4 separate regions of the Hordeum vulgare genome follow, and all the other regions are linked to region 1. Evidence: chromatin contacts called from public Hi-C data. All regions are on one chromosome and are shown on one strand. The core of a region is the stretch at or near the end of the contact, and the rest is flanking DNA. Distances in the headings are between cores, read along the strand shown.

Region 1 (5,874 bases), core at 1,991-4,490:
TGTTTTTAGCAAAGAAAGGCAAGACTCGCTTGGCCCCTAATGGATTGTTGCAGGCTCCAGTGATGCCTTTGAGCCACTGAGCCACGGTTTCTTCAGAAACCTCCTCTGGGTCCGGCCGAGTGGAATCCTCGGGGTCCGAGTAATGCCACATGGCATGATCCCTCGCCTGAAGGGGCCGAATACGTCGACTGAGGAATGTTTCAAGCAAGTCCATCCCAGTTACTCTGTCAGAGACCAAGTTAACCATCTCATTTACCAGCATTCCTACCTGAACCTTCTCCTCATCTGACACATTTGTCGTTCTAGGAACAGTCGGTCGCTCCAAAGTAAATGGGGGAAGGCCAATCGACATGTTTGGAGATGCAATATCATTACAGTAAAACCAAGTCGACTGCGAGTTCCGGACTGACTCGGGAAGGGTCATCCGAGGATACGTACTCCTGCTCCTCTTCTGAATCCCAGGACCACCATAAACTGAATGACATGAGTCCTACTATCACTCGGATTAGTTTTCTTCACCGGTTGGGAGCGCATGGTGAAGATGTGTTTAAATAGTCCCCAATGAGGGGGACAACCCAGAAAGCATTCGCACAACGTTACGAATGCAGCAAGGTACGCGATGGAATTGGGAGGAAGATGATGAACTTGTGCACCAAAGAAATTCAGAAACCGCGGATAAAGGGATGAGGGGGAAAAGAAAACCTCGCTCAATGTGAGTGAGGAGGAGGACCCGTTCTCCTTCGCGTGGCTCCGGCTCAACCTCCCTCTGAGGCAGCCTCCACGACTTCTCGGCTATCATCCCGTATTCAACGAGCTCCAGCACATCCTCCTTCCAGACGGTTGACGGGAGAAAATCTCCCTGGATTCACCCTGGCGGCAGCGCGGTTTGGCCGCCTGACTTCTTCGACTTTCCGCCCTTCTTGATGTGCTCAAGCTGGCTCGTCTTGCCTTTCATAATCTTAGCGTCGGCAGAAACAGATCAAAGCAACACCCGCGGGGCGGAGGAAATAGAGGAGAATCAAGAGAAGGCACTGCTCCAACCCTGGCGTCGTCCAGGTTTATAACCGCCTGAGTGCTGGTGGACCTGCCCGATCTTTGTCTATCCCGATAACAAAGGAGGCGCAATATGTGGCGATAAGGGCGTCACGATAATCGAGGCATCGTTACCCCAGATGCCCTTGTTGTTGCGTCATCACCGCACATCGCGCGTTAACCAAAATTTTGAATCCCGTGAAATCTGGACCTGACGAAGTGATCTGTCACATCACAAGATCCTGTCAGTCACTCGGATCAACTTCAATGCTCAAATTCACTCAGACGTACTTCACAGCAGAATCGATCGGGGTGAATGACGAAGGCTTTGATCGACGCACAATTCTATTAAGCCTTGAAACATCTTCAAGATCTGTATGCCTCGATAAAATTTGCATCGACCCCTTCCTCACTCGAACTCCGATCCATTCGAGGGCTAATGATGGGGATATGTACGTAGGGTAGGGCCAGAGGCCTGACCTACATATCCTAAGGGCACCTCATTATTAACTTGAAGACTACAAGGAGGGCTCTGACTGGATAGCCATAGCGTCTGAGTCACTCGGTAAGAAATCACTCGGAAGATTCCCCCTTTACTCGACAATCAACTTCCACTTGGAAGGACAAGAAGCCAGTCGACGCAGAAGACGAGAAGCCACTCCAGGGAGGCCAACATGCGAGCGTTCGGCTGGTCGTTATAAGTAACATTAATTACATACGTTGTCAGTAACGTACACCTTTAAACTCCATTGATCGAACCCTTAGTTGCCCGGTATTGATGAGGGGCAGCACACTCTATATAACCCACCCCTTCCCTCTGGCACAAGGGTTCGCACCCCCGTAACACGCATTCCACACTACAAGAGCTCCCGAGCACTGAGACGTAGGGTTGTTACCTCCATGAGAGGGGTCTGAACTCATACATCTTGTGTACAAGTTTGCCGTAGCTAGGACTCTGCCCTCTCCTTTCGTACCTCATACCTGTATTGTCAGGTTCATTCCCACGACACTGAATTTGATGCATCCGGGAGGTAGATCTCTAATTTAAACATGTTCACGGACAACCGACCTGGAGGCCCGAAAACGAAGCCCGACATTTTGGCCGGGCTCGGGCTCCACTTTCTCGCCCGAAGCCTGGCCTCAAAGCGTGAATAAAGGCCGAAAAGTACCTATAAACATTTTTTATTCAAAAAATAGGTAATTTTTTTAATATAATATTTTAAATAAGATTAATTTAATTTAAAAACGCCACTGTTCATGTGCTTCGTGCCGGGTCAAACCGGGCTCGGGCTTGGGATCTTTTCTTCGGGTTTTGTCAACCCCAGTCCGACCCGACCCGGCCCCACCAATGATGAGGTTTAGAGCTCCTTTGGTTCAGATGAATTCAATAGGATTTTTATAGGATTGCAATTTTTTAGAATTTTTCCTACATTGATCCTTTGATTCATAGGATTAGATCATATAAAAAAATTCTTATGAATTTCTTTTATTATATTTCATAGAAAATCTAACATCCACTTCAACCTCTTTTGACAATTCTTTCGTTTTTTCTATGACATCAAACAGTCTTTACTAATTATATATGTTTTTTTTACGAATCAATCATATAGGGTTTAAATGAACATGCCAATTTAACCCTTTACTTTTTTTATTTCCGTGTTTTCAAAATCCTATAAATCAAAGATGCCGCCAATGTTATTCGAGGGTACGCAGATCGTGGCTTCGCAGTGCGGAGAGTCGTCGAGATCTGGTGCGATTTGCTTTAGCTCCTCCTCCCAACTCGAATTTGCCCTCTTTTTCCTCGTGTAGTCTTTTTATCAGTCACGGAAAAGGAAAAGAATAGGAAAGAAAAAGGGGCATCTTGGCATTTTTTTTTTTTTTGAAAGGAGCATCTTGGCAGTTGGCACCACGGAACCCTCCAACGTTGCGATCTCGCCCCTGAACTGTCCGTCCATAGTCGCGGGGTCCCCCGCACCGGTCGCTTTCGTGCCGTGTGGTATGGGCTAGTGGGCGTTCGTCATAATGATATCACATAACCAATGGCCTGCACCGCGAAAGAAAATTAAAAAACAAATCAGAGGAGAAAAAAAAAAGAAGGGGAGGAGAAGGAGACAGCAGGAGGCAGGGGGTCAGTCTTCTTCCTCTGTCCCCGTGCTGCTGCTGCTGCCGCCTTTGCGTCGGAGATTGCCCAGGTCTAGATTCGAGGAGGGCTCCCTCGCCCTCCCTCTCTCCCCCCGCTTCCCGTGGCTCCACTGTATCGGAATCCGCAACCGGCTCCGTTCCAAGCGGCCCTGGATTATTTTACGCAGGTTAGGTTTTGCCGCTGCCTCTGCTTCTACCAGCACTAGTATTACTCGTCTTCCTCGATGTTCTCTTCTGGTCTGTTCTGTAGTGGAGCTCTACTTCATTTGACTTCGCTAATCCCCAAACCCGATTTTGCTCCCCGCATTGCGCGCAGCCGCCCCGCTTGCTGCTGCCCCCGCCACATGACCCCCCAAGATTGTTCGGACACGAGCTCAAAGTTTCAGCTCACTGGCGAGAGAGACAGGAGATGATTGAGTGCTGCAGGACTAGGCCATGCCTGATTTACGGTGGAATTCGTTAGGGTCTCTCAAGATTCTCGCCTCCTTGCCCCCATGTCTTCCTTTTCCGCCGGTTTTGAGCTTGTGGCCAAGCAATGTTGCAAAGATTCGCCTCCTTCCTGCCTTCAAGTAATCCACAGCATCCTTGCCTCCTCACTCATATGTTTCAGACCTAACCTCGCCCTTCAGCTTGTCTAGAGCAAAACGGCAGCTGTCAAACGGTTTCCCACTTTTTGGGTTTCACTCCTTGAGCTTCATACAAGCTTGATTAGTTCCATTTCAAATGACCACTAATCAGTTCGTATAGTTGCTCCAGCTATTTCTGCTTCTGCTCTGGTACTGCCTATTTGAGTGATCCCGATCTGTGCCCAATTTGACTCTATGGTCTCTGCCAGTGTGCTAGTTAGAACATTGTACATACGGCCATGAAAGTCATAAATGGCAAAGAATAGATTTAAGTTATCGCGGTACGAAATAGGGAGCAGGGTAAAACAATTGAAATTCTACACTGGTGCTTCATTTGTTTTAGGACTATCTACATTGTTGAAATCGTTGTATCTATATACAACATCTTTCTTTAAGGAAGACCTTCTATGTAACGTTTTTACCATGATTTATTTTATTTTATTCCAACTAAGTCAAGTCACTGATATCCGCTGTAATTTCACAAACCATCTTCCTTTTATTGTTCTACTGCTATTGAAGTTATGATGTTAACTGCCTTTATATATTTTTCCTTCTCCTTTTGGGGTCTATTTTTATTTTGATATGCATAGCGCCGTTTTATAAGAGCTTAGGTTTGTTTCTTATCCTGTGTTTGGTTATAGGTTCCTGATATTGTTGTTGGAGGAATGTCCTCAGCCAGCTCTTCTCAGTCCCCTGCATCAACAGAGCGAGAATCTACAACTGCTAATGATAATGCGAGACCTCATGATCCAGGTGATAACAAGCATATTCTTGCGTCGTATCATCTCTCCACACTCAATACCCTAGTTATTTGTAGTCATTTTCATCTGTCAATCTGATCTTCGTTGATTTTGTAGGCGCTGATCCTGCTGGACCAGCACAAAGCAGACTTTCGCTGCAGTTGGATCAGCGGTCATTACATTTTTCTGTTAATGCTTGGGTAAATGGCTTAAATGGACAGATGTACTTTGTCAGCAATTACTGTATCACATCTACTTTTTCTATATGTCAACATCAATCCTTGTTGAACATCTTAGTCTTGTCTCAATTGATGCGTCTCTTAGAAGTGTCAGATCCATCTCAATCTTGTACTCCACCAGATAATTATTTCTAGGCTTAGTTGAATGCACTGTAAAACAACAGCTCACTTCTGTAAGTGAGATTAATCAGACTAACTGCTAGTCCGAGCATATTTTGCTTTAGCCAAGCCTGCGCACCGGTGTGCATGAAAATACCCTCATCTTGACCCTTCATTTGCCTAATGGAAGTTTAGTTTAAAAAAAAATCATAAGCGAATGGATGGTCAGGATTAGTGCAGAAAATAGGCATATGTTAGAGCAGATTAATACAGTGTTCTAAGTTATTGTTTCGCGAAAATACCAGTAGTCAAGTATAATTGATCCTTGGTTTTTGTAGGAACAAGATCTTAGTGCCCACCTTTTGCGTAATTTGAACTGTATGAATGGAACTTTATACTTTTGCCTGGAATTGCATCAAACTATCCATTTTATACTTTATAGTATCAGTTTCCCAACTTTTGATAGTACCTACGTTAGTCTGTGGAATGCGTAATCTTGTATGCTTTCTTTTAGCTTGCATGTATTAATGATGAGCAATGGGAGATTTTTTATGCGCGCAAAATACTCTTAGATAATCACATTATCTTTATCATACACCCTTTTTTTTTGTAGGTTCTTATTGTTGCGCTGATCGGCATCATTCCACTGGCAACACGACAACTGCAACTCAAGGGATATCGTTTGTCACTTCTTGGCACAACCTGTACCACAGGTTATACCATATTTGCTCTTTATGGGGTCAGTAACATGAAACTGAGTGTTGTATTTACCTTTTTTATTCTTCCTCCCACTTCAGATATCTTGCACAACTTAATTAACATTTCCTCTTCCTATCAGCTACCCAGAGTAGGGAACGTGCAGGCTGTTCAGGCCTGGTGCCACCATGTAACTTCATCAAAGGATTTTATACCTTTCATGTACTGCCTTATGTTTGTTACATCTAAACTACACTTGAAGCGTAAGCATATGATGTATTTAATCTTTGACATCAATTT
Region 2 (5,874 bases), core at 2,151-4,650, 630 kb before region 1:
ATAATTTCAAAAAAAAATCCTACGCCATGCAAGGATCTATCTATGGCGAAACCAGCAACGAGCAAAGGGGTAGAGCATCTTCATACCTTTGAAGATCGCTAAGCGGAAGCGTTGCTAGAACGCGGTTGATGGAGTCGTACTCGAAGTCATTCAGATCGCGGTGGATTCCTATCTATGCACCGAATGACGGTGCCTCCGCGTTCAACACACATGCATCCCGGTGAAGTATCCCACGCCTTGATCCAGCAAGAAGGAGGGAGAGGTTGAGGGAGAACTCCGGCAGCACGAGGGCGTGGTGACGATGGAGCTACGTGGCACTCCAGCAGGGCTTCGCTAAGCACTACGGAGGACGAGGAGGAGGAGGAGTATGGTTGCGCCGTAGAGAGATCAATTGTGTGTCTCCAAAAGGCTAAAACCCTCCGCTATATATAGGAGGAGAGGGAGGAGGTTCCCACCCTAAAGGGTGCGGCAGCCCTAAGGGCCAAGGAGGGCGGCGGCCAAGGGGTGGAGCGCCCTAGGGTCGGCCTTTGAGGCCTAAAGTGGCCTCCCACGCCTAGGGTTTGCCCCTCCCCACCCTTGCTGCGCCTTGGGCCTCTTGTGGAGGCACACCAGCCCACATATGGGCTGGTTCCCTCCCACTCTTAGAGCATCTCTAGTAGAGCCCTCAAACCCTTAAACCCTTAAAAATAACTGCTTTTTTACAGTTTTCGTCGAAAAAACAGCGTAGACTAGAACCCTTAAACCCCTAAACCCGTAAAAAAGTTTAGAGGTCCAACCCTCAAACCCTCTCCCGATCTGTAGAAGTGAGGGTTGGGGAGCAAAGTCTACCCCAACCCTTAAACCGTTCCATCCTAGCGTGGGAGGGAAATTTCCCATCCCAACTACCTCCCGCGCCCACGCCGGCCTCCTCTCCGACCGCCGCTGCCGCCGTCCCGCCCCCGGATGCCTCCCCTCCACTTCCCGAGACGCCGCCGCTGTCTCGCCCCCCCCCCCCCCCCCCGCCCGCCTCAACCTCCCCGGCCGTCGCCCGCCTCGACCTCCCCTGTCGCCGCTACCTCCTCGACCTCCGCCGCTGCCGCCCGCCTCGGCCTCCCAGCCGCCGTCTCCGCCTCCCGCCCGCCTCGACCTCCCCAGCCGCCTCCGCCACCCCCCGCGCCCTCCGCCTCCCGCAACAAGAGGCCGCTCGAGCTCTCCTCGTCGATCCGCAAGAATATTCCGTTATAAGGGTTGGGTTTGAGGGTTCTAGTCTTTGCCCCTGTTTTTCAACCCTTAAAAGTGTCAAAAATGGCCAATTCTCAACCCTTAAAACTGGTTTTAGATTTAAGGGTTTGAGGGTTCTACTAGAGATGCTCTTAGCCCATGGAGCACTTTGGGGCTGGTGGCCCTTGCCGGTGGACCCCCGGAACCCTTCCGATGGTCCCGGTACATTGTCGGTGTCGCCCGAAACAATTCCGGTGACCAAATCCTCACTTCCTATATATCAATCTTTACCTCTGGACCATTCCGGAACTCCTCGTGACGTCTGGGATCTCATCCGGGACTCCGAACAACCTTCGGTAATCACATACACTATTTCCCTATAACCCTAGCGTCATCGAACCTTAATTGCGTAGACCCTACGGGTCCGGGAAGCATGCAGACATGACCGAGACACCTCTTTGGTCGATAACCAATAACGGGGTCTGGATATCCATGTTGGTTCCCACATGTTCCACGATGATCTTATCGGATGAACCACGATGTCAAGGATTCAATCAATCCCGTATGCAATTCCCTTTGTCTACCGGTATGATACTTGCCCGAGATTCGATCGTCGATATCCCCATACCTTGTTCAATCTCGTTACCGGCAAGTCTCTTTACTCGTTTCGTAACACATCATCCCGTGGCTAACTCCTTAGTCACACTGAGCTTAATATGATGATGGATTACCGAGTGGGCCGAGAGATACCTCTCCGTCACAGGGAGATCCCGGTCACGATTCGTACAACCGAACAGACACTTTTGGAGATACCCGTAGTGCACCTTTATAATCACACAGTTACGTTGTGATGTTTGGTACACCCAAAGCACTCCTACGGTATCCGGGAGTTGCACAATCTCACGGTCTAAGAAAATGATACTTGACATTAGAAAAGCTTCAGCACACGAACAACACGATCTAGTGCTATGCTTAGGATTGGGTCTTGTCCATCACATCATTCCCCAATGATGTGATCCCGTTATCAATGACATCAAATATTCATGATCAGGAAACCATGATCATCTATTGATCAACGAGCTAGCCAACTAGAGGCTCACTAGGGACACATTGTGATCTATATATTCACACATGTATTACGGTTTCCGGTTAATACAATCATAGCATGAATAATAGAACTGGAAATATAATAATAACAACTTTATTATTGCCTCTAGGGCATATTTCCAACACTACCGGCGTCAACAGCCGCATCCTCCGCCGTAGCAACCACGCACCACAGCCCCTGGGCATCAAGGAACGCTTCCACCTTGATCGCCTAGGGAGTGTAGTTCGATGGCGTCAACGGCGGGACCGGCGGCGACATCGCGCCACCGCCGCCGCCTCCGTACGGAACCAGGGTCATGGCCGCCGGCGATCCCTGCTCAAGGCTCTGATGCCAATTGTTGTTACCGCAGCGTCCCTCCGTGCTCTGTGAAACCTCTCTCTTGTCGGAACAGCCGAAGGAAGAAGAAGTGGAGAGCGCAGAGACACAGTGGGGATTTTTCCTGACGCCAGGGCACACACCCACGCCTCCACTCGCTCGCCCCGCGATCCGCTTGCTCCGCTCGCACCCACGATGCGCACCAACGCGTCTCGGTTCACGCTCGGGCTCAACACATCGCTCGCGATCACCGCGCGGCTCGCCAACAGGCTGGCGACCCACACACCTACGACACGGCCACACACCCGTGCATGCACACACTAACCTACGCACAAGCCAGCCGTGGACTCGCTGCACCCGACGCGCCCTGGTGCGCACCCCAGCCACAGAGTCCGTCATGGCTTATTTGGCCAACAGGTGCTGCTGCAAAACATAGGGGTTGCAGACGCGACGGGGCACACCAGAGCCATGCAACTGAGATGGCCGTAGTCGCCCTCCATCGACCTTGCATGTTGGTGTGGTGGCCGGCGTCGCCTTCTTCTTTTTGCAGCTGCACCCGGTGACGAGGATGCAGGAGTGATGTGGTTGTGTTATCCCCTCTAATTTCAAACATTGATGAAGTTGGACGGAGGATGCATCAAGACGGCGACCGGTGGCAGCCCCTATCGATTTTCTTGCGGCTATGGTGGTCTTCGCCATGGGTTCTCTCCTTTGGTTGTCCGGATAAATGAGATTGGAAGGGGGAAGAAAAGAAGCAATGTGTGGAGGAGGCAGCTTCGTCCTGAGAGATAAAGTTAGGGAAGCGGTGGGCCTTCTCACGCGGACACATGGCGTGTAGAGGAGGGGGTTTACGAGATGCAAAAATCAGTGAGTAGATTTAGAGACTTTTCCAACTTACACACGTTTGACTTTCTTTCAAGGAAATTGGAAAATATATATCTAAATAGTTAGCCTCACAAACATTTTTTCTCAACATATAAGCATATCACCTCATCAATCAACATACAATAAAATTGATTCATCTCAATATATGGTCATGCATAAAAAAGGTTTCATATTAACATGCATACATGCATAAGATATTTAATAAATAACTAGACCTCACTGACCTATTTCTCCCATCAAGTAAGGATGTCACAGAAAGGTTCCCCTCAATATGCTATCATGGGTACAAAAGTTTCACCTAAACATGCAAACATGCATGAGATATTTAATGCTATAAGTAACTATTTAAGAGCAACTCTACTAGACCCCTTATATCTTCCCGATCCGCAAAATAATTGTCATTTTATAATTTTGCGGTGAAAAAGTGTCTCGGACAGACCCCGTAAACGCGGTTGCCGTAGATGCGGCTGACCCTTACAAAATTTTAAATGGCGCAATAAAATTGCCCCTCTGAGTCGAGAATACACAGTTTTCCCCTCGCCCCGACGACGCCATGTATCTCGCGAAAGCGGTTGGCAAGAGCGACATTTTAGCCCGCGCTTGTTCCCCTTCCCATTCCCTAACCACCCAGCACCGTCGTCGCCTGCGATTTCGACCATATCCGTCACCAGAATCACGTTGCCAGACCGCTCCACACCCCGCTCCATCGCGCCGCCTCGTCGCCCCCGGATGCCCGCCGACACAGATCTACGGCGGAGCCGCCGCCGGCCCGCCTCCACCTCGAATTCAAGAGTTTGCGGTCGTCCCCAGCCCACCGGCGGTCAGTCATTTCGTGCCCTTTTCTAGTTCGATGTAGCGGTTGATTTGACGAAGGAAATTCGTTCATGCGAGCTCGGGTGTGCCATTTTGTACATGGATTTGAGCCATTGCGAGGAGTTTTTGCTCGAGAATTCATACTCGTCGGACGACTCGGACATAGAGTCGCTGCTCGAGAGACATCGATGACAAATGATGGTGATGGTGCCCGCCATGAAGAAGCACGAGGATTGGAACCGAAAGAGACAGCCAGGATCAACCGTCGGCCGCCTGTACATCCCTCGCAACCGCCATCTTGAAAACGAGATGCTCATGCAAGACTACTTCACGGAGAATCCAACGTATCTGCCGCACCTCTTTCGGAGAAGGTATCGAATGTGTCGATCCCTCTTCATAAATTTAGTGCAAGCTTGCGAGGCAAATTCGGGTTTTTACTCAAAGAAGAAACGCCACTGGCTTGAAGGGTTTTAGCGCATATCAAAAAATCTCAACAACTATGCGAATGATTGCATATGGCGTTCCGGTTGACTATGCCGACGAATATCTTCGCATTGACGAAGATACTACAATAGAGTTAGTGCATAGATTTGGACCTGTCTATCTTCATACACCCGACGAAGAAGACACAAAAAGTTGATGACAACAAGTGAGAGGAGAGGTTGGCCTGGTATGCTAGGAAGCGTTGATTGAATGCATTGGACTTAGAAAAACTGCCCGAAGACATGGCACGGGCAGTATTGTGACAAGTCTCATGATGCAACAATTATGCTAGAAGCCGTAGCATTCAAGGATTTATGGATGTTCTTTTTTGTATGCCGGATACTCTCAATAATATCAATGTGTCGCAATTGTTTTATTTATTTGCTAGACTTGCTAGTGGTGATGCTCATGCTTACAACTACATGGTCAATGAGCATGAGTGCATCAAGGAATACTATCTTGCAGATGGTATTTATCTTTTTGGTGTATATTTATTAAGAGTATAAAAAACCAAGTACTAGGAAGCATGTTGAATTTGCAAAAGTACAAAAGGTTGCTTGAAAAGATATTTAAAAAGCTTTTGAGGTTTTGCAATCAAGATTTACTGTTTTGCGGTCCTGCTCATTTTTGGGACAAACGAACCCTGAAGAACATCATGAATTGCTACGTGATTCTTCACAACATTATCCTTAAAGATGAGAGGGACATGAACTTGAAATTCTTCCGATAATGTTGATAGCTGTGTGAAACCAGCTAGAGACCTTGACTGCATATAAACATTTTTTTAGACATACTGACAAATTAAGGACACAAATACCCACTATCAACTTCAGGAGGATCTCATTGAACAACTTGATAAATGCATAAACAGTAATTTCTGTCATTTTTCCATTCATTTCATTTAATTCATGTGTGATTTGCATCATTATTGTATTCAGAACAATTTTTTATTTAATTATTAAATTATTTCAGTGATTTGAATAATTATTCTAATCTAAATGATTGTTGTATTATGATTTAGATATTCAATCTTATGTTTAATATATCATATTTGAGTCAAATCCAGCCAA
Region 3 (5,874 bases), core at 1,913-4,412, 610 kb before region 1:
AGAATTTAGCCTCTGGTTATGGGTTTTAAGGAGAATTAGAAAATCCCTAAAGTGTCATCACAGCTTAGAGGAGCTCTGATGCTTGTACTATCTTCAGTTTCACCAGTAGTTAAATAGTCAAACCACAAAAGACTAACCAGCGAGGAACCTAAGATCTCACCCTCCAGATAAACCAAAGTATGCTTTGGTTTGTGTAACGCTCCAAGAAATGGGCTGCCCGCTAGACTCTTTTACTGCCTGTTCCATTAGGACACATGCTGAAATATGTGCTCCTGCTGACTGACCCATCAAGTAGATCCTACAATTGCCGTGGATATATAACAAAACATCACTCTGGTGGAAGTTATCAGTAATGATAATAAACAGAATGATGTAAATATATGCCATTAACATAATGCAAAATGACATGGAAATATTTATAGAACTTAAGCTAGCACAAGGGCTTTAAGTAAAGTTCTAAGAAGTGTCCAATGACACGTTTAAGAAGAGGTCAAGTTTCCCGAGTTATTCATCAATAATTTGTGGCTATCTAGCTGACAACCATGGGCTAACCAGATCGTGCATCTTATTAAGCAAATGCCATGAATTGGCACATAAACTTAGCCTAAGGGATAAAACTGCTCTTTGTGATCCTTTAATAGACACTTCGTACACACAAAAATGGTTATCTTACTGATTAGGATCACCTCCATAACTAGCAATGTTGTTACACACAAATGAGATCCCCTGAGAAGCATCGCTAACCATGTCACTTATTGTTCCTTGCGGAAAATTTCTGAAAATAAACGTGTGAATATTGTGTCAAGCAAACAAAAAGTGAAACAATTATTTCATATTATTAACAAAATAATATGGAGTGATTTCAATGGAAATAGAGCATCACCTGTAATCAATGCAAGCAACTATGATTCCTCTCTCAGCCAATCGCCTGCCAAGAAGAGCACCCCATGCCTTGTAACTGAATTTCGAGCAAGGTTGTCAACAAATGGAGTCGCCACGAATGATTAACGTATTGCATAGTTGCAAGAATATCAACACTCACCCAATAATCCAGGCCCCGCCAGTTACAAAGGCCACCACCGGACAGGGTCTTCTATTATCTTTGGGTATATACAAATCCAACCTGTAGAATGCAATTGTCATAAAACTGAAAAAATAAACATAGGATTGACTTCTGGGGCATTGGGGTGGGGATGGTTGATGTTACCTGTTTCTCGGTTGTTCTCCATAAACTATACTTCTACGAACCTGACTTGAAAAGAAATAGTAAAATCCAACTGCAATAAGAAAGAACTGTTTTCAGAATGCCATATTCTAATGAAATGAGCCAACAATCCAAGGGTCCATTCGAGAAGATCACATGAACATCAGAAATAACAAAGAATATCCATCCACATGCTCTTTGATGTGCATAATAAGAACTGATATCGCAATCCCTGAAATGTTGACCTGTCTGCAATATACCTTGCAAAAAACCTGGCATAAGTAGAACAGCGTAGACTGCGAGGGCAAGAAGCTGCCTCATCCAGCGGTAACCTAACCTGAATAATAATAAAATTAGAACGGGAATAGAAAAATATCAACAGTGGTTCTATTCATCGATACACTCTAACAAAAAGGGTGAAAATTATCAGTGAATCTTAACCTATCAAAGTGAACATAGTTTTGAACTACAACGATGGTGAGAATTTGTATGGCCTCCCCATGCCATACTTCGAAATAAAATGCCTTAATATATTCCCTGCAATTTTCAGTACCGACTCATAGTGCAGCATCAAAGAGATACAAACACAATGAGCACACAACCTGCCTTTGCGCGACTAGGATGCACACAACTAAGTACTCTAGTGAATACATGACAGGCTTATTTATGTTTCAGCAGAACTAGTTGCAAGATCGTCCCCTCGATGTATCTCTTGTAAACGATTATGACAGAAATAGTTGTATTGTTGTAGCAAAGATTCCAAACACGATTCTAAGGCAGATAAAAGCGATCCTTCGGGTGGCTTGATATATGATCTTGTCAGACCTTTGTGGAATAATTAATAAAAATGGTTGTATGCATCGATTGATGCAAAGGCCGGGGGTTGAACCTCCTTTTCTAAAGAAAAAAAAGATAAAAGCGATCCCCCCTTGTTCCTTCTTTACAAGGCCAAGATCACCAAATCTTGGTGGATACCAAGTTTTTTTGTTTGTATCTGAACAAATGGTTTGTTATGGAACGACAAAGCCCGCACGGCAGGGAAACACGAAAGCCTTGAACAGTTATGTGGTCCCCGAAGCTCTGAGCTTAATTCAGTCCATGCCCCTCACGCAACCGCGTAATCAAACAACCTTGTGGAGTTGGCTTCTCCATAGGATTTGATATGAAGCTGCCTTGGCAACTCAACCATCTCAACGACCACCGGACACAAGGAACTTTACTAGAGCAGAAGGTTGCTACAGCATGAAAACCGTCACCACCGTGCGTGTTGCACTTGCATCATCATACTACTATCGTAGCGTTCGCCCTCGAGTCGGAGCACCTCATGGCGATGGAGACGGTGAAGCAGCGAGGAATTTTGCTGATTACCCGAGGTACTGGAGTAGGGTGAAGGTGAGGCGCGTGACGAGGTAGGTCTCCGAGGCGGCATGGCCGACGTCGTGGCGGAAGGACGACTGCCTCCTGGGACCGGCCCCCGGGGGCCTCGGGGACGCGGACTGCACGGGCGACGAGCGGCGGCGGCCGGCGGAGTCGCTCCGCGGGAGGAGCGCGTCCGCCTCGTCCCCGGAGGAAGGAGGCTGCATTGCCATTGCGTGGCGAAGGCTCGGGAAGGTCCGCCGGGCGGTTGGGAGTGGGAGATTCGAGTTGGTGCGGAAGAACGGAGCGGGGAGGAGGGGTGTGCCTAAATAGGAGGAGGAGGCGGGCGGGGAGCGCGAGCGCAAGTGCGTGGCGTGGAGGGACGCGTGGTGGAGGCGAGGCGAGGCGAGGCGAGCGCAACATGCCGCAAGTCCTCGTTTGCCTCCTTGCTGCTTCGACATCCTTCCGGCGCGGGCGGACTTTTGCGGGAGCCGGGCGAGGCTTTCGGTGCTCCAGGAGTCGAATGTAGAGTTGGATACAGCAACACGAATGGAATGGTGTCCAAGTTCGAGAAATTATTTACTCGTGGTAGTAGTACACACGACACGATACACTCGTCGTGCGTTATGGTCACAGACAGAGCATACGTATATCCTTTGCCAGCACAAGGATGCGTACAAGGCTCGATCATGGATGATTTGTACGCGACACTGAGGAGATCTCTTCCATTATTAGAAAAGATAAATAAATGAAATGATGACAACAAACATGAGAGTGTGTACCTAAATGGCTCGATGATGCAATGTTTTGTATGGGCTAGAATGATTGGTGACTAGGGTACCGTGGTAGGGCCGCGTAGATGATTGTGGCGTGAGGCAGGGGAATCTTTGCAGGTTCTAGAGCTTTGTTTGCGGTCTGTGGAGCGGGGCGTGGCTGGCTCTAGGGTGCGGCGGTCAGGCGAACGCCGTTGCCGTCCGCGTCCGGCTCTGTGGGCCCGTGATTACGTGTCGCCGCGCCACGCGTTAGAACCCAAAGTGACTTTGCTCCGACACGGCTGACCGTCTGATGCGACTCATTGGAGTCGCGCTGGTTTACATTCCTCCAACGAATTCTGAACAAACTTTACTAGTAGAATGGTCGTGTTCATATAAATGAATTTAAAAAATAATTAAAATCCTTTTCATAATCGAAGCTCGTTTCTTGAGAGCAATTTTAATTGGACGACCTATTTCGTCCGACTCATCTGTTTGGGTAAGCGCGGACGGGAAAGTCAACTCAAGCTGTCGATCCAAACGGATGTGCGACTACTTTTCGTTCGCGTGCCGATCCATTCCCGGTCCAATTTTAAGCCTCATTTAGGTCGGCACAGACACGAAGCGGACGCGGATGACGCGCGCGTACTCCTTTCCCTCGTCCTCCAATCGGTGACACATTGGTCGTTCTCCACCCCTGTCGACAGCTAGCCCTCACCTCGCCCTCACCCCGTCGTCGCCATCGCCCATTTTCGGTGCCTCGGCCACCGGCGCCTCCTCCCGTACCCCCCCCCAAACGCCGACACCTACCCACGCCGTCGGCTGCATCGCCGCCGGGCTACCGCAGCTTCCCACACCCCAATCCGACGTCGCCAGTTTGCTTTGTCATCCACGTCCGCAAATTGTTCGGCAGTTTGCCTCAAGGTACAAATGGATACGCCGACGAGTTCTTTTTTCATAATGTTTTGTGCGACTCCGACGATTCCTCATCTGACGATGAGGGGATGCTGCTTGCCGTGTTGGTCCATGACCACCTTAATAGGCAACGTCAGTTGTTCCGGGTCTCAATTTCGGGGCATGTTCCGGCGTTGAATCGCAACCGAGAGAGCGGCCATTTCCTTCTATGGAAGGACTACTTTGACACAACCAATCTGTTGTTCAAACATTAGAAATTCCGGTGGCGTTTTCTTATGGCTAGGCATGTTTTCAACTAGATTCGAGAGGGGGTGGTCAGATACGATGACTACTTCGAGTGCAAAAAGGATGCCATTGGAAAGATTGTCTTCTCATCTTATCATAAATGAAATGTAGCTATCCAGGTGCTTGCTTACGGAGTACCCGGTGATCTTATCGATGAGTATGTCCGTATGAGTGAGTCTAGTTGCCTAGAGTCATTGTACAGATCCTGCAAGGCTGTGGTTGTAGTATTTGACCATGAGTACTTGAGAGAGTCGACTGCTGTAGACACAGCCTGCTTGTTGGCGACCAATGCCAGCCGGGGCTTCCCATGGACGCTTGGCAGCATAGACTGCATGCACTGGGAGTGGAAGAACTGCCATTCTGCTTGGCAAGGCTAGTACAAAGGCCATGTCAAGGCTTGCACTGTCATACTAGAGGTCGTGGCCTCTCAAGATCTCTGGATCTGGCACTCTTTCTTTGGCATGGTCGGATCATACAATGATATCAAGGTGCTTAACGGTCGCCGGTGTTTGCAAGGCTTGCCGAAGGCAACAGCCCGCCGGTCAATGTTAACATCAACGGTTACAACTGTAACAAAGGATACTATCTAGCTGGCGGAATCTATCCATATTGGACCACTATTGTGAAGACAGTCTCCAACCCTGCCGGAGAGAAGAGAAAAGATTTTCCCAAGAGCAATAGAGTGCTAGGAAGGATGTCGAGCGTGCGTTGGTGTTCTGCAATCTCGATGGGGCATAGTTCGGTATCTTGCTAGAACTTGGAGCACAAAAAAGTTGTGGAAAGTGATGAGTGCTTGTGTGATCATGCATAATATGATCATAGAGTATGAGCGTCCGGAACGTCTCTACGATCAAGGTTTTGAGTTTTAGGGTGACAATGTGGTGCCTCGGCATGGCGGGGGAGCAACATCATTTGCATAGTTCACCCAATTTCATCATGAAATGCGTGATTGGAAAACTCATATTCAGTTGCAAGATGATTTGGTTGAGCATATGTAGAATCATGTTGGCAACCAATGGATGTATCTTTTTAAGACAATTTAATTTTTATTGGGTTTGTAAAACTTTGCTATATTTTATTTCAGTTGTGGAACTATGCTATTTCATTTGCTTTTGAAAAATATGCAAAATATTTGTATTTGTTAAAAATCGGCGGCTAGCCGGCCACGCAGACAAATATGGATCGGCGCGTTGGACGCACTATCGACTCAAATCCTAAAGCGGGCGGACACAGAGTGGACAGGCGACCCAAGCGGTAGGTACGAGTCGTGTAGTTGTTGTCCGTTTGGGTCGGTCGGTCAAAGTTGATATAATGGGAGTATCATCCGTAGTGCTGATATATTTGTGTCGAATATTATGTACG
Region 4 (5,874 bases), core at 969-3,468, 570 kb before region 1:
GTCTAGCCGGTCCTTGTGGTTGGTGGTGAAGATGAGGATCCGCTCATGGCCGCTGCTGGACCAAAGGCCGTCCACCATGTTGAGCAGCCCGGACAGAGTGACCTGGCAAGGCAACGCACACCTTAGATGGTGTACTAACTGACAATCGATTACAAGCTACAGTAGCATCTGATCAATTAAGGAATCGAACAGTCTTTGCCACTTGACAGCTTTAGGCCGTCCTTGAAAAAACATAGGATTTGAATAGCATGTACACTTAAATCATACAGATTTAGCATACAGTGTTTGATGTTATTGAAAAACAAAGGAATTGGAAAAAAAGATCGGACTGGATGCCAGATTTCCAATGAAATGTAGTATCACTTGGTTCCATAGAAAAAAAATCCTATATGATTCAATCTTGTGAATTAAACGGCAAACATAGAAAAAATATTATGGATTCTAATTGAAATTCCTTTGAATCAAAGGAGCCTTTATAATTTGGAAACCACAAGAAATGAAGTGGTAACTGCTCTTGTTGGATAAACAACAGTAGCACGGCAACGACTATAGAGTTGTTGCCTATACAGTGACCCAGATCAGTGACTTGCTGGTACTTGAAGCAAACCAAATCAGTGCTGTCGTTTTCTTGTTTAGTGAGGGTGCGATACAGTGCCCAGAGCTTCGTCTGATTGTTTCGATGTTGGAGTACAGACTACAGAGTAGTACTGGCAAGAATTGTTTCTAGAAAATGAAAATAGTACAAGAATAGTCAAAGGAGTAGAGCAATTTGCTCGTCGTCCATTGCAACTTTCAACATGACTAGGATTTGTCTATTGCAAGTTTGCAACTTGCAACATGAGTTGGATTAGTACTAAAGCAACTTGCAACATGAGTTGGATTAGTACTAAAACTAACCTTGTGATTCTTGGAAGCAGGGATGCCCCCGTCGGAGCTTCCCTTGGCTTCCCTCCGTGGCGCCGTCGCCACGGCGCAATCGACATCTTCCACCAACAATATGGACCTGTTCTTCATCCGAATCAGCAGTTTCCTCAGCTCGGTGTTGGACCTGACGCCGCCGACGTCGAGGTCATACACGTCGAAATGGAGGTTGTTGGAGATCGCGGCGACCAAGCTGGACTTGCCGGTGCCGGGCGGGCCGTGGATCAGGTAGCCCCTCTTCCACGCCCTTCCCGTCTGCCGGTAGTACTCCTTCCGGGTCAAGAACCTGTCCAGGTCGTCCACCACGGCCTGCCGCAGCGCGGCGTCCATGGCCACCGTCGCGAACGTCGAGGCGTTGCGGAGCCTCACGGTCCGCCACTTGCCCCACTCGTTGCTGTAGAGCTTGGTCTGCCTCTGCTCCTGGGACATGGCCTCCACGCGGGCCATGACGGCCGGCAGGTAGGAGCCGAGCACCATGTCCTTGTGCTCCGCGTCGAAGCTGAGCTTGAACACCTCGCGCGCGTCCTCCGTGGTCCGCCGCCTGCCGCCGCCTCCGTCGTGCTTCCTGCTTAGGCGCCACGTGACCTTTGCCCCGTCGAACACATCGACGACCGCCGTGCCGGGGCGCATGGCGAGCAGGACGTGGTCCGCACCGGCCCCGCGCGGCAGGCTAGCCTTCATCAGCGGCACGGACGGTGCCGCGGCGAGGAGCGTGGAAACGTACGCCTTGGCCGCCATGAACACGCGGTTGTACAGGGCGCCGTCGAACTCCTCGATGAGCACGGCGTGGCGCCGGGAGGAGGCTGGTGGCAGGAGGAGCAGCGCGCCGAGGGCCGTGCCTGGGAGGACGTCGGCGAGCACCCGGCGCAGCAGCATGGCCGCGCCCAGCACGGAAGTTGCCGTCGTGACGGCGCTCTTGTACCGTTCCAGCACTCTGCTGTTCGGGGATGTCATGGCCACGGCGGGTTCCAACTTCCAACTGACGCTGTAGCAGTGGGGGTTTGCTTAAGGTTTGGATCTTCTAGTCAGGTGCTTAAGTTGGTTTCTGTGGAGGAACTAAGGAGAGCATTTAATCGGAGTCGTAAAAAATGCAAGGTCGGTTCGAATGGGGACTGATGATTGATCATTCGCTGTGATCGGTGCTTGCGACTTCACAAAGAAAGATTAGTGGGTCTTGAATCTGGAAAGCTTTTAGTTCCAAACATGTGGACAACCGGGTTTGGGTAGGTACGACGTGGAGAACACGGATGCAACCCCTTAACCTGGTGACTGGTTTCTTCGAAACTTCCGAGCGACCGCCCCCGCACCAAGGACGTCAAAAGCGAACATTATAATGAAAGCACTATAGCAAACATGTGTGTGCGTTATAATAAAAAAATCACATACTCCTAACATAATCTCTACCACTCTCCCTAAAAATAGGGAAAATGTTTAGACCCGGCGTGTCGAACAAAGCGTTGCGCCGCATGCGTGTTGCGCGTACGATCGCTTCGTTCCAACACTTCTGATTCCCCGCACGGATTTCTATAGTGGTCACATCCCACGTTCCTTCCTCGCTTCCTCGTCTTTGTGTTCTTCCTACCTCTGTGCCATGAAAGCGGTAGAAGCTGCATGCCGCCAACGATGGTTGCACCTGGTTGCTTCGAGCCGACAGACTGCCCCGGATGCTGTCGGCCGGCGGCCGCAGCTGGTTTTGCTCTGCGCTGGCTCATGATAGTCATAAAAATGATGCATACGGCTACACGGGAGCTGCAACCAGCAAATGGAGGAGCTGCAAACAGCAAGGCGACGGGGGGTGGGTGATCCCATGGCCGACAGGTGAGGTTGCTGCACGAGGACCTGCAGGGATGGTGTCGCGAATGCTACATCACGTACCACAAAAGCTACAAGCGTTCAAAAAAAAGGTACAACCGCGTCTATGAGAGTTGCAACCAAACTTTACGGGAGTTGTAGCCGCAGTCATCCAGCGATTTTTGCTACAAATGTGTCAAATTTTTGCTACAACCGTCGACAATTTTTCCGCTACAAACGTTGGCATGGCCGAGCTGCAACCATGATGAAAAAAATGCTACAACCATTATACAAATTTGCTACATCCGTCATTGTGTTTTTTGCAACCGTATTCTGTCAGCGGAGCTCATCCGAGAGCTTGAGCCCAAATCCATGACAACAAGTAGTTGATTCCAGATGTATGGCATGGTTGAAGCAAACCCCAAGTCTCGTAATAGACGGGGAAGACCCTCCTCGAGCTAATCCTGCCACCGGCAATAAAAACCCGACGGATCCGGCCGCAGCCGCCGTGGATCAGGGATGGGCCGACACGGGGGCACGAGGCTCTGTTTGTCCTCGTGCATGCCTGTGGGGTGAGGTTGCAACATTTGGTGCAACTTTTTCCTTCAAGGCCTTCGATGGGATCACACGTAGATCCAACGAACGTGGCTGGCTGCATCCGACGGTCTGGGCTGGATCGGCCGTACCGTTGCGCCGGTCTGCCGGCACATATCACTGCCCTAATAATAAACCATGGATAGCTTATGTCGTACGTCGTGACAATTTTGCAAAAAGCCCCTTTGTTTTATTGAAATCAACCCGCAACCCTTTCTTAAGTGAGGAAAAAGTTTCGTTCACGAATTTGCAAATAAATCTTTATAGTTTGCGGTATTCAACCACGATCCTTTTAAAAGTGAGAAACAAATAACAGAGACACAAACGAGAACGGGCTCTCCTTTGTCTCCCTCGTCTCCCGATCCCAACCGCCATCTCTCAATCCGGTGTCGCCTCTCCTCTCTCTCCCTCGCGTCCCGATCCCAACCGTCGTCTCTCGATCTGGTGCTGCCCCGACCATCGGGGCTTGGTGTCGATGGATCTAGCGGCGGGTGCGGCATCTTGCTCCGGTGGCGACGGAGCCCTGCCTATCGAGAGAAAGAGAGATAGATGGTGTCAGGAAGAGAGGAAGAAAGGAGAAGGAGAAGGGGCACACGCCGAGGAGGCGGTCGCCGGCGGCTCCGGTTCTGGTGACTGGCCGACGGGTAGGGAGACGAGCTCCTGTTGAGGCGGCGGGGCTCAGTGCGGGCTGGTTCCTCGGGATCGAGCCTTGGCTCTCCCGAGGCGTGCGGTTGCGGGCTTGGATCGGGGTGATCCTTCTCCCCCGCCCTCCCCCTCCATGGCCAACGACACGTGGTGCGGCAACCTTCTCCGCCCCTGCCATGGCTCCTCTCTCTCCCCTTCGCCTCCCAATCCCAGCCGCCAGGAGCCACCCCACCCCGTCGCTCGATCCGGTGCCGCGTCGATCTAGCGGCGGGTGTGGCGTGTTGCTCCGGTGGCGATAATGCCCCGCTGATCCAGAGAAAGATAGATACATGGCATGAGGGAGAGAGGAAAGAGAGGAAGAAAGGAGAAGGAGGAGGGGTAGAAGGTGAGGGAGGTGGTCGCCAACGGTGGTGGCTCCGGTGACCAGTCGGTGGGCAGGGAGACGAGCTCCTATTGAGGCGGCGGGGCTCGGTGCGGGCTGGTCCCTCGAGTTCAAGCCTTTGCTCTCCCGAGATGTGCAGTTGCGGGCTTGGATCGGGATGAATCTTCTCCCGCGCCCTCCCCCTGCATGGCCAACGGCACGAGGTGCGGGTGTGCGGCAACCTCTTCCGCCCCACCATGGATCCTCTCCCCCTCCCCCGCGAGCGCCCTCCTCACCCTCTCCCCACTCTCGGCTGATCCCCAAGGCTGCACCCTCCCTCTGTCGTAGATCTGGTCCGGACGATCGCTGGACCGAGCTCGAACCACACTGCATGTCTTGGATGGCTGGAACATATTGTGGCCATCTCACATTCAGGTTCAATGCCATTGGATGTGCCATGTGAAACGTGCAACATTCTAAGCGGCGGTACGGTAGTCCGAATCCTGATGTTTTTGTTGGGGAACGTCGCATGGGAAACAAAATTTTTCCTACGCGCACGAAGTCCTATCATGGTGATGTCCATCTACGAGAGGGGATTTCCGATCTACGTACCCTTGTAGATCGCACAACAGAAGCATTAAGAAACGCGGTTGATGTAGTGGAACGTCCTCACGTCCCTCGATCCGCCCCGCGAACCGTCCCACGAACCGTCCCGCGATCCGTCCCACGATCTAGTGCCGAACGGACGGCACCTCCGCGTTCAGCACACATATAGCTCGACGATGATCTCGGCCTTCTTGATCCAGCAAGAGAGACGGAGAGGTAGATGAGTTCTCCGGCAGTGTGACGGCGCTCCGGAGGTTGGTGGTGATCTAATCTCAGCAGGGCTCCGCCCGAGCTCCGCAGAAACGCGATCTAGAGGAAAAACCATGGAGGTATGTGGTCGGACTGCCGTGGCAAAAGTCGTCTCAAATCAGCCCTAATACCTCAGTATATATAGGAGGGAGGGGGAGGGAAGAGGCAGCCTCAAACCCTCAAGGTTTGGCCGAAATTGGAGGTGGAGGAGTTCTACTCCAATCCTACTTGGAGTAGGATTCCACCTTCCCACTTGGAAACTCTTTCCACCTTGTGTTTTTTCCTTCTCAAACCTTATGCGCCTTAGTGGGAACTTATTCCAGCCCACTAGGGGCTGGTTTATCTCTTCCCATAGCCCATGAGACCCCTTGGGGCGTGACACCCCTCCCGATGGTCCCCGGCACCCCTCCCGGCACTCCCGGTACACTACCGATGAGCCCGAAACTTTTCCGGTGACCAAAACAGGACTTCCTATATATCAATCTTTACCTCCGGACCATTCCAGAGCTCCTCGTGACGTACTGGATCTCATCCGGGACTCCGAACAACATTCAGTAACCAACCATATAACTCAAATACGCATAAAACAACGTCGGACCTTAAGTGTGCAGACCCTGCGGGTTCGAGAACTATGTAGACATGACCCGAGTGACTCCTCGGTCAATATCCAATAGCGGGACCTGGATGCCCATATTGGATACTACATA

The links. Hi-C and Micro-C count contacts between places; a contact is called where the count stands out from the background.
Region 2: a Hi-C map of leaf shows a contact between it and region 1, with 4 times the contacts expected there. The contact joins the enhancer-like site here to the promoter of LOC123443956 in region 1. A contact is called at or near these places in 2 of 6 Hi-C or Micro-C datasets (both in leaf).
Region 3: a contact with region 1 is called in a Hi-C map of seedling, with 4 times the contacts expected there. The contact joins the promoter of LOC123443959 here to the promoter of LOC123443956 in region 1. A contact is called at or near these places in 2 of 6 Hi-C or Micro-C datasets (leaf and seedling) and 1 of 1 datasets of contacts at active chromatin or transcription factors (embryo).
Region 4: a Hi-C map of leaf shows a contact between it and region 1, with 3 times the contacts expected there. The contact joins the promoter of LOC123440021 here to the promoter of LOC123443956 in region 1. A contact is called at or near these places in 3 of 6 Hi-C or Micro-C datasets (leaf and seedling) and 1 of 1 datasets of contacts at active chromatin or transcription factors (embryo).

What each region holds. Positions count from the first base shown.
Region 1 is chr3H:391,277,010-391,282,883 of MorexV3_pseudomolecules_assembly, reverse strand. It overlaps LOC123443956, which reads left to right and starts at 3,240. Exons shown (of 9, transcript XM_045120532.1): 1 at 3,240-3,341; 2 at 4,442-4,553; 3 at 4,658-4,740; 4 at 5,492-5,617; 5 at 5,717-5,837. The coding sequence starts at 4,466.
Region 2 is chr3H:391,907,802-391,913,675 of MorexV3_pseudomolecules_assembly, reverse strand. All of the region lies in intron 11 of LOC123443959 (probable isoprenylcysteine alpha-carbonyl methylesterase ICMEL2), which reads right to left. Among protein-coding and RNA genes, the nearest start is that of LOC123443960, 4.6 kb to the right of the region's middle. Within about 2 kb of position 3,400, at least 2 of the 3 cell types and tissues checked have open chromatin away from gene starts, as enhancers often do. A contact at or near this core is called in leaf, where this site is marked.
Region 3 is chr3H:391,883,446-391,889,319 of MorexV3_pseudomolecules_assembly, reverse strand. It overlaps LOC123443959 (probable isoprenylcysteine alpha-carbonyl methylesterase ICMEL2), which reads right to left and starts at 3,162. Exons shown (of 12, transcript XM_045120537.1): 1 at 2,573-3,162; 2 at 1,465-1,541; 3 at 1,208-1,277; 4 at 1,043-1,123; 5 at 884-958; 6 at 674-775; 7 at 161-298. The coding sequence starts at 3,021.
Region 4 is chr3H:391,842,683-391,848,556 of MorexV3_pseudomolecules_assembly, reverse strand. It overlaps LOC123440021 (AAA-ATPase At3g50940-like), which reads right to left and starts at 2,218. Exons shown (of 2, transcript XM_045116613.1): 1 at 898-2,218; 2 at 1-102. The coding sequence starts at 1,875.